Regions from separate parts of the Mus musculus genome. Here all the other regions are linked to region 1. Evidence: chromatin contacts called from public Hi-C, promoter capture Hi-C and targeted proximity ligation data. All regions are on one chromosome and are shown on one strand. The core of a region is the stretch at or near the end of the contact, and the rest is flanking DNA. Distances in the headings are between cores, read along the strand shown. Region 1 holds the start of Ehd1 (EH-domain containing 1). Region 2 holds the start of Aip (aryl-hydrocarbon receptor-interacting protein). Region 3 holds the start of Taf6l (TATA-box binding protein associated factor 6 like). Region 4 holds the start of Nudt8 (nudix (nucleoside diphosphate linked moiety X)-type motif 8).

Region 1 (2,700 bases), core at 140-2,639:
CCTCCTGTGGGAGGAGTCTGGGATGCCCCAATGCCCTTAAAGATCCTGGGTGTTAAGAGCTCCTCAGGCAGGCCACTGTGATTCATTCATAGCATCCTGAGGGGCTGACTCTAACTCACCGGGAACTGGTTAAGCTGAGACTCCAGGAGACACACGAAGTCTATCCAATCTATCCTAGACTATGGGTCTGGTCATTTCAGGAGCCACAGTGTTACCACCCCCTGAAGTCCCTGAAGTCTCCTGAGGCAACACTGACTTAAGCTTTTTTTGTTTTGTTGTGTTTGAGACAGGGTTGTCTCCTGTACTCCTGGCTGGTTTGGCATTCACGTAAGTGCTGCTTTTAGGAGGGGTGTTGGGACTCCTTCATCCCCTGCCTTCAAAGGGGGCTGCCCCCAAATCAGCAGACCAAAGCATAGCCTCCGCGCCCTTCCTACACAAAACCACTGGTCCCTGGAGATGTGACGCAGAGAGTGACACACTAGCAAAAGGAACATCTAAGTCTCGAGGTTTCCCAGGACACACACTTTAAAAACGGACCCCAGAGGAGGAGGGGGATTCATGAGAATGAGCTGGGTGCCTCCAGAATGAGGAACAAGAAAGGGGGGACAGCAATGGTTCATCTTCTCACAGCAGCCCCCCGCTCTGTGGGAAGTAGGTCTGGGGTCTGCAGGAGGATGTGAGAGTTAAACTGAAAACCTGGAAGGTTCTGGGAATGACAGAAGCCAGAAGAGTGGACGATGCCTAGTCTCTAACTTCTCTCGGGTAGTTAGTGGGACGCAGCAAAGCCGGTGTCCCTGGGAGTGGTCGCCTAGGGTCTGGCGGGGGCTCTCGGAGACAAAGGCCGGCTGGGGGCAATGGCTCCGGAGGCCTTTGGTATCCTCGCGCTGGGGGGCAAGGGGTGGGTACCTGTTGAGGAAGGCGTTGCCGAAGGCGTTGAGCTTGCGGAAGGGGCGCCGCGGGTCCACGACGAGCGCGTTGCCGGGCACCACGCCCTCGGTGGGGCCGTGCATGACCGCGATGAAGGAGTCGGTGGTGGGCTCCGGCCCGATGCGCATCCCCGGGAAGTCCTGCTCGATCAGGTGGCGGATGAAGGTGGTCTTGCCGGTGCTGTACTGGCCGACCAGGAGCACCATCGGCTTGTTGTCGAAGTCAGCGTCCTCCAGCGCGGGCGAGTGGAACTCGTGGAAGCGATAGTGCTCCTCCAGCGGCAGCAGCTTCTGCGCGTACAGCTGCCGCAGCCCCTCGGCCACCGTCTGGAAGAGCTCCGGCTCCTTCTTGCGGCGGGCATCCTTGCTCACCCAGCTGAACATGATGCCGGAGACGGGGCTGGCTGCTACAGGACGGAGCGGTGGCTGAGCGGGACTGGGGCGCGCGGCCGAGGAGGGGCCGGCCGGCCGGCGGAGGGCAGAGGGGCAGGGGGCGGGGCGCTGCCCGCACCGCGCAGGCGCAGGCTCGAGGGCCGGCGTGAGGACCACGACAGCGCCCTCTGCCGAGGGTCGCGCGAACCTCGTCGAGCCGCCCCTTTATAATAAGCCGGAGCCCGGCGTTCCCGCACGCTGGCCGCCGCCTCGAGGCTGGCCCGAGAGGAGGCGGGGGAAGAGCCCTCCAGGCCCCGCCCCATTCGCGTGCCACGTCCTCTTCTGCTTCCCATTAGCTGATTTCAAATATCGCGAGCTCGTGGCTGCGGTGCCTTGGCAACCGCACCTGTTTTGCTCCGCCCCTCGAGGGATGGCTCGTGGAAGTGTGGCGGTCGCGGGTGCCAGAGTCTGGCGTCGAGATGTACTAAGTCTGAGCACCATCTAGCACGTGTGGGCTTCCGGACACCCCCAAGTACTTCAGCTGCGCTCCCCAACTGCAGTGTTTCCGCTGGCTAGGAACTCCCAAAAGCATCGGGAGCCTCACCCTTTGGTCTTTTAGCGACTCTGGAGAGGGACAGGACAGCGGGAATAGGGAAAGCCGAGGGAGTACAGGACACCGGGAAGAGGAATATCGGTAAGGAAGGAGGAAGAGTGCGCTGGGACTCCACTCAGACTGATGGGAGAGGGACACGGCAATGGAAACAATTGACGTGACCTAGCGGGGAGTTTTCACCAAGGCGGTGCCAGCTGCGGAATGGGGTAAAAAGTTGCAGCTTTCTGGCTAGATGAGTTTGGAGGAAGTGAAATCGGAAATACCCTTTGTAAGGAAGAGGGGCAGTGTTGAGCAACAATGAAATGTTGTGGGAACTTAGGGGAAATTAAAAGCCCCAAAATTTCCGCTTTCCTGTCAGGGACACCACCAGTACCATCTCTTGTTCCGTTCTGAGTCCCAACCTGTTTCCAGTTGGTAGCTGTTCCCCACCATCATACCTGGCCACACCTAAGCCCCCTTGGCTGTGTCTGCTGGTGTCTAGTGGGTGATGTCAGAGATTTGGGGACTATGATTGTTAGGTAACTAATATCAGGTCACCCAAGTGGCAGGAGGATCTAAGGGCCATTGGAGAAGTCTAAAAGGCACCGGAGGAGTTGTTTAGCACACAGTTGTGGTCTCAACTGTTTGGAAAGGTTGGAGGATCACTTGAACCCATCGATTTGAGGCCAGCCTCGACAACAGACGCTGTCTTAAAAGAAAAAAAAAAAAAGACAAAATATTTATCGATGAGGCTAAATTCATAGCTTAGTGGTAGAAGCACTTGCTTAGCGTGCACAAGCCAGTAGGGCC
Region 2 (2,700 bases), core at 115-2,614, 2.2 Mb after region 1:
TGATATTTCACTGAGAATACTGATAGGATTATGTAGTGTATTAAATTAGCTTAATTTGTGTGTGTGTGTATGCTAGAGAAAGAACCCAGGACCTCTCAAATGCTAGGCAAATGTTCCAACACTGAGCTACACTCTCAGTCCCTAGCTTAACATTTTATTTATTATTATTGTTGTTGTTATTGTTGTTATCATTAGTTTTTCAAGACAGGGTTTCTCTTGCTGTCTTGGAACTCCCTCTGTAGGCCAATCTGAACTTGAACTCAGAGATCCACCTGCCTTTGCCTCCCAAGTGCTGGGGTTAAAGGCGTGTACCACAACAACCTGGATAATATGTTATTATTTTTATCTATCTACATCTTTCATGCTCTGGTGTATACTTATCAGCCATATCGGTCAGCTTTCCTTCTGTTGTACTTTCTGCAAGATGAGTACAGCAGACTACTTAGCTCGCCTGTAAGCTCTCTGTGTTGATAGAAAACAAACCCAAGCATGTTTCCTCTTCCCTTCAGAAAGTCCCCTCTCTGAGGACTTTTTTTTTTTAAGATTTATTTATTTATTTATTATATAAGTACACTGTAGCTATCTTCAGACACACCAGAAGTGGGCATCAGATCTCATTACAGATGGTTGTGAGCCACCATGTGGTTGCTGGGATTTGAACTCATGATCTCTGGAAGAGCAGTCAGTGCCCTTAACTGCTGAGCCATCTCTCCAGCCCCTCAAGACTTTTTGCTGGAAAGTGAAGCAGTCAGAGTATGTGACTTGGGGCTCAGGGGAAAGAAAATAATCTTCCTGGTTATGATATAAGGGATGAAGACACTACAGAGAAGTATGTGTCACCACACCGGGTTTCCTTCCTTTTTTTTCTTAAGACAAGTGAATCTAGAGTCCAGAATCTAGATGTTATAACTTATGCTAAAGTATGCAAAATAAAAGGGCCAAAGGGGCCGGGCGGTGGTGGCGCACGCCTTTAATCCCAGCACTTGGGAGGCAGAGGCAGGCGGATTTCTGAGTTTGAGGCCAGCCTGGTCTACAAAGTGAGTTCCAGGACAGCCAGGGCTACACAGAGAAACCCTGCCTCTAAAAAACAAAACAAAGCAAAACAAAAAAGGCCCAAAGGGAATACACAGGTGAAGCGGTGTTTTTCGTTTTTCATTTTTCTAACTGAAGTGCCGATAATAGGGCATCTACAACTTAAATGGAGTGGCACACAGCTAGGAGAGCTGCAACCCCTATAAAGCCAACTAAGCACAACTGGCAGGGGAGGGACAACCAAAGGCCCGCCCCTAAGCAGGCTCAGGCTCCGCCCCCAGTGCCGCGTTAAAGCCGTAGCATTAGGAACCAATCACGGCTCTTTTCTTCATTCCCTCCCTTTTTTGGCTTCTGCCCTCAGTCAAAATGGCGCTTGCTCAGAAGCTGCCGAGGCGCTAGGAGTTGCCGAAACAGGTCCGGAAGCTACCGAGCGAGTCCGGAAGTTGCCGAAAGGGAGCAGCGGGGAAGGAGGATGGCGGATCTCATCGCAAGACTTCGAGAGGACGGGATCCAAAAGCGTGTGATACAGGAGGGCCGAGGAGAGTTGCCGGACTTTCAGGATGGCACTAAGGTTTGTGTCCATCCTCTCCCCACTTTCCCAGCGTCTCTTCTGAAGCGCGGTGCGCATGCGAGGCGGGAGGAGGCCGTAGGTGAGAGGTTGCGCATGCCCAGAGAGCAGCTGCCAGTCAGGCTACCTCTCACATGCCGAGCTCGACGCTGATTGGTCTGGATTTAAGTGGGAGTTAATTCAGATATGTCTACTCCGCCCCTTGGCTTTGCTTTAGGACTGCATTGGACAGGGGTGGGTGTCAGTCATCTCAAAATGGTTTGGTGTGGGTGTGACCTCAGTGCTGATACCCGTACCTGAAGGTTCAAAGCTCATGCAGTTTTGAGTAAAGGGGCCTTCTGAAACCATCTAGGACAATTCTCATTGTTTACATAGGGAAACTGAGGTCCTGGAACTAAAAAAAACACAGAGTCCCAGAGATCCAGTTTTCCAGACCAAACTCCTATGTCAGCGTTCTGATAGATGGTAGCATTGCTTTTATATCTGGGCACCAAGTTCAGGTGCCCCTCCCTAAGGCACTCCATACCTCTAGGTTCCCCTGCTTTGTTGCTGTAGATCTCTAATCACAGTTGTGGAGCTGATACCAGTGAAGCCAAAAGCAAGAATTCTGTGAATGAATGTATGCCCTCTGGCCAGTGGTGTTAAGCCAGCAGGCAGAGAGTCTAGTCTGATGTGGTGAGGGGTAAATGCTGAGAGCAGAGGGCAGGCATGTGGTGGTAGTGATCAGCTGTGCTTGAAAAGGGGATCTACAAGCTGGGCCTGGTGGCCCATGCCTACAGTCTCAGCCGCTGGTGAAGCTGGGCTACAGCATGAGTTCAAGGCCAGCTCAGGACACTCAATGAGACCCTGTCTTAAAATTAGAGAGATGGAGATAGAGAACAGGCTTTGGAAGGAGCCTGGCAAGAGGGATGCTAGATGGAAAAGCTTAGGATAAACTAATATAAGACTAATCTGTGAGCAGGGGCACGTGGTAAATAGAAGCAGGCAGGATTAAACAATCACTGGGGCTCAGGAGGGGGGACCGTCTTCTGCTGGTGAGGTGGCTTAGTGGATAGAGTGCTTGCTGCCAACCTGATGGCCTGGGTCAGATCCCCAGGACC
Region 3 (2,700 bases), core at 152-2,651, 2.5 Mb before region 1:
CTTGAGGCTGGGAGATACAAGTTTCTGACCTGGCTCTTGGCATGGAGATCTTGAGGCATAGTGGCTATGAATCCCAGGAGACTAAGGCAAGGAGATTTCTGAGTGCAAGGTCATCTGAGACAAATCAAGTCCCAGATCCAGACTTGCTGGCACACCTGGGCCACACCTTCTGCTGGAGACCTACAATCAGGACATTGGAAAAAGGAAAATTCTCTCTTCTTCTGCTTGCCTCGTGGGATTAAGCAACTGCTAGATTCTTGGACTTCCATTCACAGCTCCTGCTGACCGTTGTTGGAGAGTTGGACAACAGACTGTGTACATCATCAACAAATTCCCTTACTATATAGAGACTACCCATTCGTTCTGTGACTCCAGATAACCTTGCCTTATACAACCAGTGTGTTTAAAAATAAAAAATAAATAGAGGATATAGCTCAGTGGCAGAACATTTGTCTATCAAATGCAAAGCTGTAGGTTGGATCACCTAAACCACAGTAAATAAATTTTACTTTCTTAGGGTTTCCTATATCCAAGGTTAGCCTTAATCTTGATATTTAGTCAAGGATAATACTGAACTTCTTATCCTCCCACTTTCAGCCCCCAAGTGCTGGCTAGTTCATGTCCTGCAAGTACTAGACAAGCATGTTACCAAGTGAACGGTATCCAGCTTTATGCAGGACTGGTGAAGTGGTGAAGACAAGTAAAAGAGCTTGTTGCTTAAGCCCAACAACCTGAGTTCCACTGTTGGTGCCTACAGGAGCATCAACTCCTCAAAGTTGCCCTCTCCCCCCCCCCACCCCCCGTATTTTTTGTGGGATTAAAGGCATGCTCCACCACTACCTGGCCCTCAAAAGTTGTTCTCTTATTTGCAAGTACAAGCACACATACAGAATTAAACTTTTTTTTTAAAAAAGATTTATTTATTTATTATATATAAGTACACTGTAGCTGTCCTCAGACATTCCAGAAGAGAGAGTCAGATCTCATTACGGATGGTTATGAGCCGCCATTTGGTTGCTGGGATTTGAACTCTTGACCTTCAGAAGAGCAGTGGGGTGCTCTTGCCCACTGAGCCATCTCACCAGCTCAAATTTTTTTTTTAAGATCAGAAACTAGAAAGCGGTATGGTAGCACACACCTTTGATCCCAGCATCCTGGAAGCAAAGGAAGGCCTATTAGTTCAAGACCAGCTTGTTTTATGCGGTGAACTCTAATTCAGTGTAAGCCAGGGAACACACACCTGTTAGCTAACCCAAAGGAGCTGTTGCTTTAAGAAGCGCCACTCACGTGACCAACGTCGCCCTAGTGGCTTTACCCGCACATACACACTGGCCAATCTTGAGGTGGTATGCCTCTTTGGTGGGCGGAAAACTCAGTAGACGGCCACCGATTGGCTCCGCATATGGAGGGCGGAGCCTGGGCGCGGAGAGAGGGAATTACCGTGAGCCGGTGAGTGGAAGCAGCCGTCCCTCCCCAGCAGGCGCCCTCCCAACCCCGGAGTCTGCAGGTGAGCAGGTCCTGCCCCGATCCAGGGATCGCTTCCCGCGGTGCTCTGCTCACCAGCCACGGAGCCCGCAGGACCCCGCCCCCTTCACCGAGCACGTGACACAAGTTCTGTAATCCCTGATCTCCCCACTCGACCCTGCACCCTTTGGAGCTGGGAGGGAGGAAGGTGGGTGGGAGGATTCACAACGTAGAAGTCCTTGGAGATCGGTTCCCACGCCTCCTGGTCAGGAGGACTTGGAACTGAGGGTGGGCAGGACGAGACTAAAGAGTGGGAGACCTTGGTCACAGACCGAATTTTGTGAGCTATCAAGACAGGGCTACATAATAGAGAAACTCCCTTCTAGCTTTCCACTTGCGCAGCACTGCATGGTTCCATTTTACAGATGGGGAAACTGAAGCGTACTCATCCAGTGCTGAGTCTAGTGATGGGACTTCAAATCTTTGGGCTACAAAGCCAGGCCTAGTTCAAACACAAGCCTACAGCTCATGAATATATTATCTTGAGTCGAATTACAACAGTGTTTGAGACCCAGCAGTCTAATCACCCGGTGCTTAGTGTTTGGTCTTGGACAGTTCAGGTAATCTCTCTGAGCTAAGACTTCCTCAGCTTTGTGAAATGGACAAATGTGTACAATTATATATCTCATACAATATTACTAACTGGGGGGGCCATGGGCATTTATGTGTTTAGAAAATAGCTGTGCTGGAAAGATGGCTGAGCAGTTGGCTAGTCTCCTTGGAGGACCCAGATTCAATTCTCAGTACCCACATAGCAGGTCACACCTGTCTGTAACTCCAGTTCCAAGGGACCTGGCACCCTCACACAGACATATACATGCAGGCAAAACACCAATGCACATAAAAGTGAATAAATCAGAAGTATTGACCCATGTCCTTAATAACAGCACCGGGATGGGTTGGTGGGCAGAGGCAGAAAGATCTCTGTGAATTGGAGGTCAGCAGGGTCTAGAGAGTGAGTTCTAGGACTGAATAGACAACATTGTCTGGAACAGCTATCCTTTTTTTTTTCAGCAAGTGTTAATGAGGGTATAGTATGTGCTGACCCTGCTGGAGGCCTGGGATGCAAAGGTGAGCGTACTGACCTGGTCTATTGTGCAACTTACAGTTACTGGGGAGCTGCATGCTGATGCCCAGCATCCCTGTACAGAGTGGAGTTGATGGTAACGAGCTGTG
Region 4 (2,700 bases), core at 179-2,678, 2.3 Mb after region 1:
TCAGGAACAGCTAGGGAGGGCTGGTAGAAGCCAGGGGCCAGCAGCTTCAGGGTGAGCTCAGTGATGACAGCTGTGAGGCCCCAGACACGGTGTGGTCCATGCAAGAAGACAGGCAGTGTGTAGCTGAAGTGGCCACCCTGGCAGAAGTGGGTATACCCCTGGTTCTGTGTCTGCAGCAAGTGGGCCAGAGACATCTCAAATACTTCATCCACCTGTAGGCAAGAAACAGAAAGAGGGTGGACAGAGGACTGCCTGTGAGTCCCCTGTTAGGACAGCCCAACTCCCCAGTAGTCACCATTCACCTCCTCAAGGTTGGGCCTAAGGCTCTGCAGATCCAGTGGGCCCACGTTGGCAAGTACTGGGACTATGGTTGCCTTTTCCTGGGTAGGAGAAGGGTGAAGAGTCAGAAGGAGCAAACTTAGGAAGCAGACCCTACCCTGCCATCCGGGTGTCTTGGGTAATCATGGTGAAGCCCTCCAGTTCCGGTCCTTGGTTTCTTGCCATGCTGCCTCACAGGTTCCCCTTACCTGTATACCGCCAGGAAACCTCCCACTTGCCACTCAAGCCTAGAGGGATGCAGCCTACCCTGCAAGCCTTCCTGGACCCTGTCCTGGACTGAGCGGGGCTGGCTTCCCCGGCCACTAGGGTTACTGATTGTGATAGGATGAGGGTGGCTCACCCGGTCATACACTGGCTGCAGGACACCCCACACGTGCTCCTTGGGCACCTCTAGGCCCAGCTCCTCCTGAGTCTCCCGAAGGGCCGTATGTATTACATCTTGGTCGTCGGGATCACACTTACCGCCTGGGAAACTAAATGGGCAGAGGGAATCTTGGGACCACAGGTCGTCAGGAGGCAGTTTAGCTCTCTGTGCCATTAGAGTAAGGGGGACAGGCACTGTGATATAGATTACGACATGAGGGTCTGGCAGCTGGCTAAGACTATGCTAGGGCTCAGACACCCCATGTCTGCCTATGGTGTCCCAGTGGTGCAGATATCGTCCCCGGGTGTTCTCAACTTCTGCTGAGGGCGAAGCCAAAGAAGGGGAGCCCCGGATCTCCTCTCTCCAGTCTACGGTAAGGGGCAGAGTCCTGTTTATGAAGGGAAAAATTCAGAGGGGTATGCGGGCCACAGGTAGTGCGCCGGCAAGGCCGGCGTACCTGACTTCCCCTTTGTGTCTCCCAACCAGGCGACTAGAACGCAGCGTGTAGAGCAACGCGGGGACCCCGCGCACGAGGCACAGCGGCACAAGCACTGCGGCCGCTGCGGGCCGCGAGCGTAACCGGGCAGTGGTCCGTGCTAGCAGCTGCCGGCAGCGCTGCTCGTCCTCCGCGGACAGGCCATCAGGCAGCATGTCCCAGACGTCCGGGACACAGTGGGGGATCAGCCCGCTAGGGAGGGAACGCCGCAGCGCGCAAGCTCCAGCGCGGGGCGGGGACCTAAGTGGGAGCCGGAAGGAGGCGTGGCTTCCCGGAGCCCGGTATGAGAGGCGGACAGGCCTGGGACTGCCCTTGCAAAGCCTCGGACGCCGGCGGTACGGAGCCTGCCCAGGTAGAGCCTCCGAGATGGACAAGGCAGTGGCTGCTGAAACCTCGGAGGCGTTCCAGACGAGGCCTGCTGATGCAGATCCTCGGAGACCTCGGGGGTGTGGCTTAAGGCGGGTTTTGCTGCTATTGGGCGACAGAGGGCATCTGGGGCGGAGTTTGCTAGATGAGGGCAGAAGCGGTTTTGTGTACAGGGACCAGAGCGCCACCTAAAGGAAAGACCTGGCTTAGAGCTGATGGAAGGCGTGTCCGGAAAAGCCGGCCAGCTTCGCTTGAGTTTCTTTCCAGGGACTTCCCTATCTGTGGCACAGTTGGTTTGGACTCTGTGTCTCCGGAACGCTTGAGTAACCTGAATTGAATGGGTCCTGACTTCGGGTTCGGGAGTTGGGATGTCTGGCTGCTGAAGATCTTCTGGGCCCCTTTTCTCTCGTCTCCTGGGTGTCCGTGCTTTCCAGAACGTCTCACAGGAAGAGCTCTGGGTCGGAGCACAGTCGGAGTCATCAGGTGCCTCTGGGCGCCCACTCCAAGAGAACGAAGAGTACGCGCCTCCCTCAGCCTTATTCCACCAGACTACCGAGAGGACTTCAACCTGGCCTTTTACCTCTAGTTCTCCAAGTATACACCCATCCCTACCTTGGCCTGTGTGATCCCTATCTATCATATTAGGCACACTTCGATGACCCCCGGCTCTCAGAACCAGCCTTAGAGCATCGCATTTAAATAGAATGATGAGTGTCAGCTGTACTTTGCTGTGTGACTGTGAGCCGAAACCTCTCTGAGCTGCTTCCATCCTTATATGGGTGCACAAAATAGGGGACACACCAGGTTAACCGCAGCCTTGCTGGTGTAGCCAGTTATCATCACCCTGTGCTCTGGGTACAGCTTTTGGAGACTTATAAAGGTGATGGGATTGTCTGGTCTGGGAGTTCCTGTGGACAGAAGTACTGTGACTGCTGTTGCCAAGCAGTTTAATGTGGGGGAAGGACATTCGAAGCAGGATTTAGAGGAGGCATCCTCGAGGCAGCAGGGCATGATTCAGGGCTTTTGAGTAGGAAGTAGGCCTGATTCCAAGGCTGGCAGGCCCCAGACTGACTTTGAGGCAGGAACCCACTGCTGTAGAGCTTCCAGTTGTGCTGCTCGCCTTAGGAGATGTCTT

What was found. Promoter capture Hi-C pulls out the DNA fragments that hold promoters and counts their contacts. Hi-C and Micro-C count contacts between places; a contact is called where the count stands out from the background.
Region 2: a contact with region 1 is called in a targeted proximity ligation map of bone marrow-derived dendritic cells, with 5 times the contacts expected there. A contact is called at or near these places in 1 of 39 promoter capture datasets (pre-B cells) and 1 of 130 datasets of targeted methods (bone marrow-derived dendritic cells).
Region 3: a Hi-C map of B cells shows a contact between it and region 1, with 5 read pairs.
Region 4: a contact with region 1 is called in a promoter capture Hi-C map of pre-B cells, with 4 times the contacts expected there. A contact is called at or near these places in 2 of 39 promoter capture datasets (cranial neural crest and pre-B cells) and 2 of 9 other capture datasets (adipose tissue and liver).

What each region holds. Positions count from the first base shown.
Region 1 is chr19:6,275,585-6,278,284 of GRCm38.p6, reverse strand. It overlaps Ehd1 (EH-domain containing 1), which reads right to left and starts at 1,389. Exons shown (of 5, transcript NM_010119.5): 1 at 907-1,389. The coding sequence starts at 1,310. Gm14963 (predicted gene 14963) reads left to right here and starts at 1,707. Exons shown (of 2, transcript NR_168273.1): 1 at 1,707-1,992.
Region 2 is chr19:4,120,239-4,122,938 of GRCm38.p6, reverse strand. It overlaps Aip (aryl-hydrocarbon receptor-interacting protein), which reads left to right and starts at 1,364. Exons shown (of 6, transcript NM_001276284.1): 1 at 1,364-1,603. The coding sequence starts at 1,505.
Region 3 is chr19:8,785,017-8,787,716 of GRCm38.p6, reverse strand. It overlaps Taf6l (TATA-box binding protein associated factor 6 like), which reads left to right and starts at 1,401. Exons shown (of 12, transcript NM_146092.2): 1 at 1,401-1,507; 2 at 2,539-2,595. The coding sequence starts at 2,588.
Region 4 is chr19:3,999,308-4,002,007 of GRCm38.p6, reverse strand. It overlaps Nudt8 (nudix (nucleoside diphosphate linked moiety X)-type motif 8), which reads right to left and starts at 1,428. Exons shown (of 4, transcript NM_025529.3): 1 at 1,161-1,428; 2 at 680-812; 3 at 303-380; 4 at 1-212. The coding sequence starts at 1,354. Tbx10 (T-box 10) reads right to left here. Exons shown (of 8, transcript NM_001001320.1): 8 at 2,496-2,700.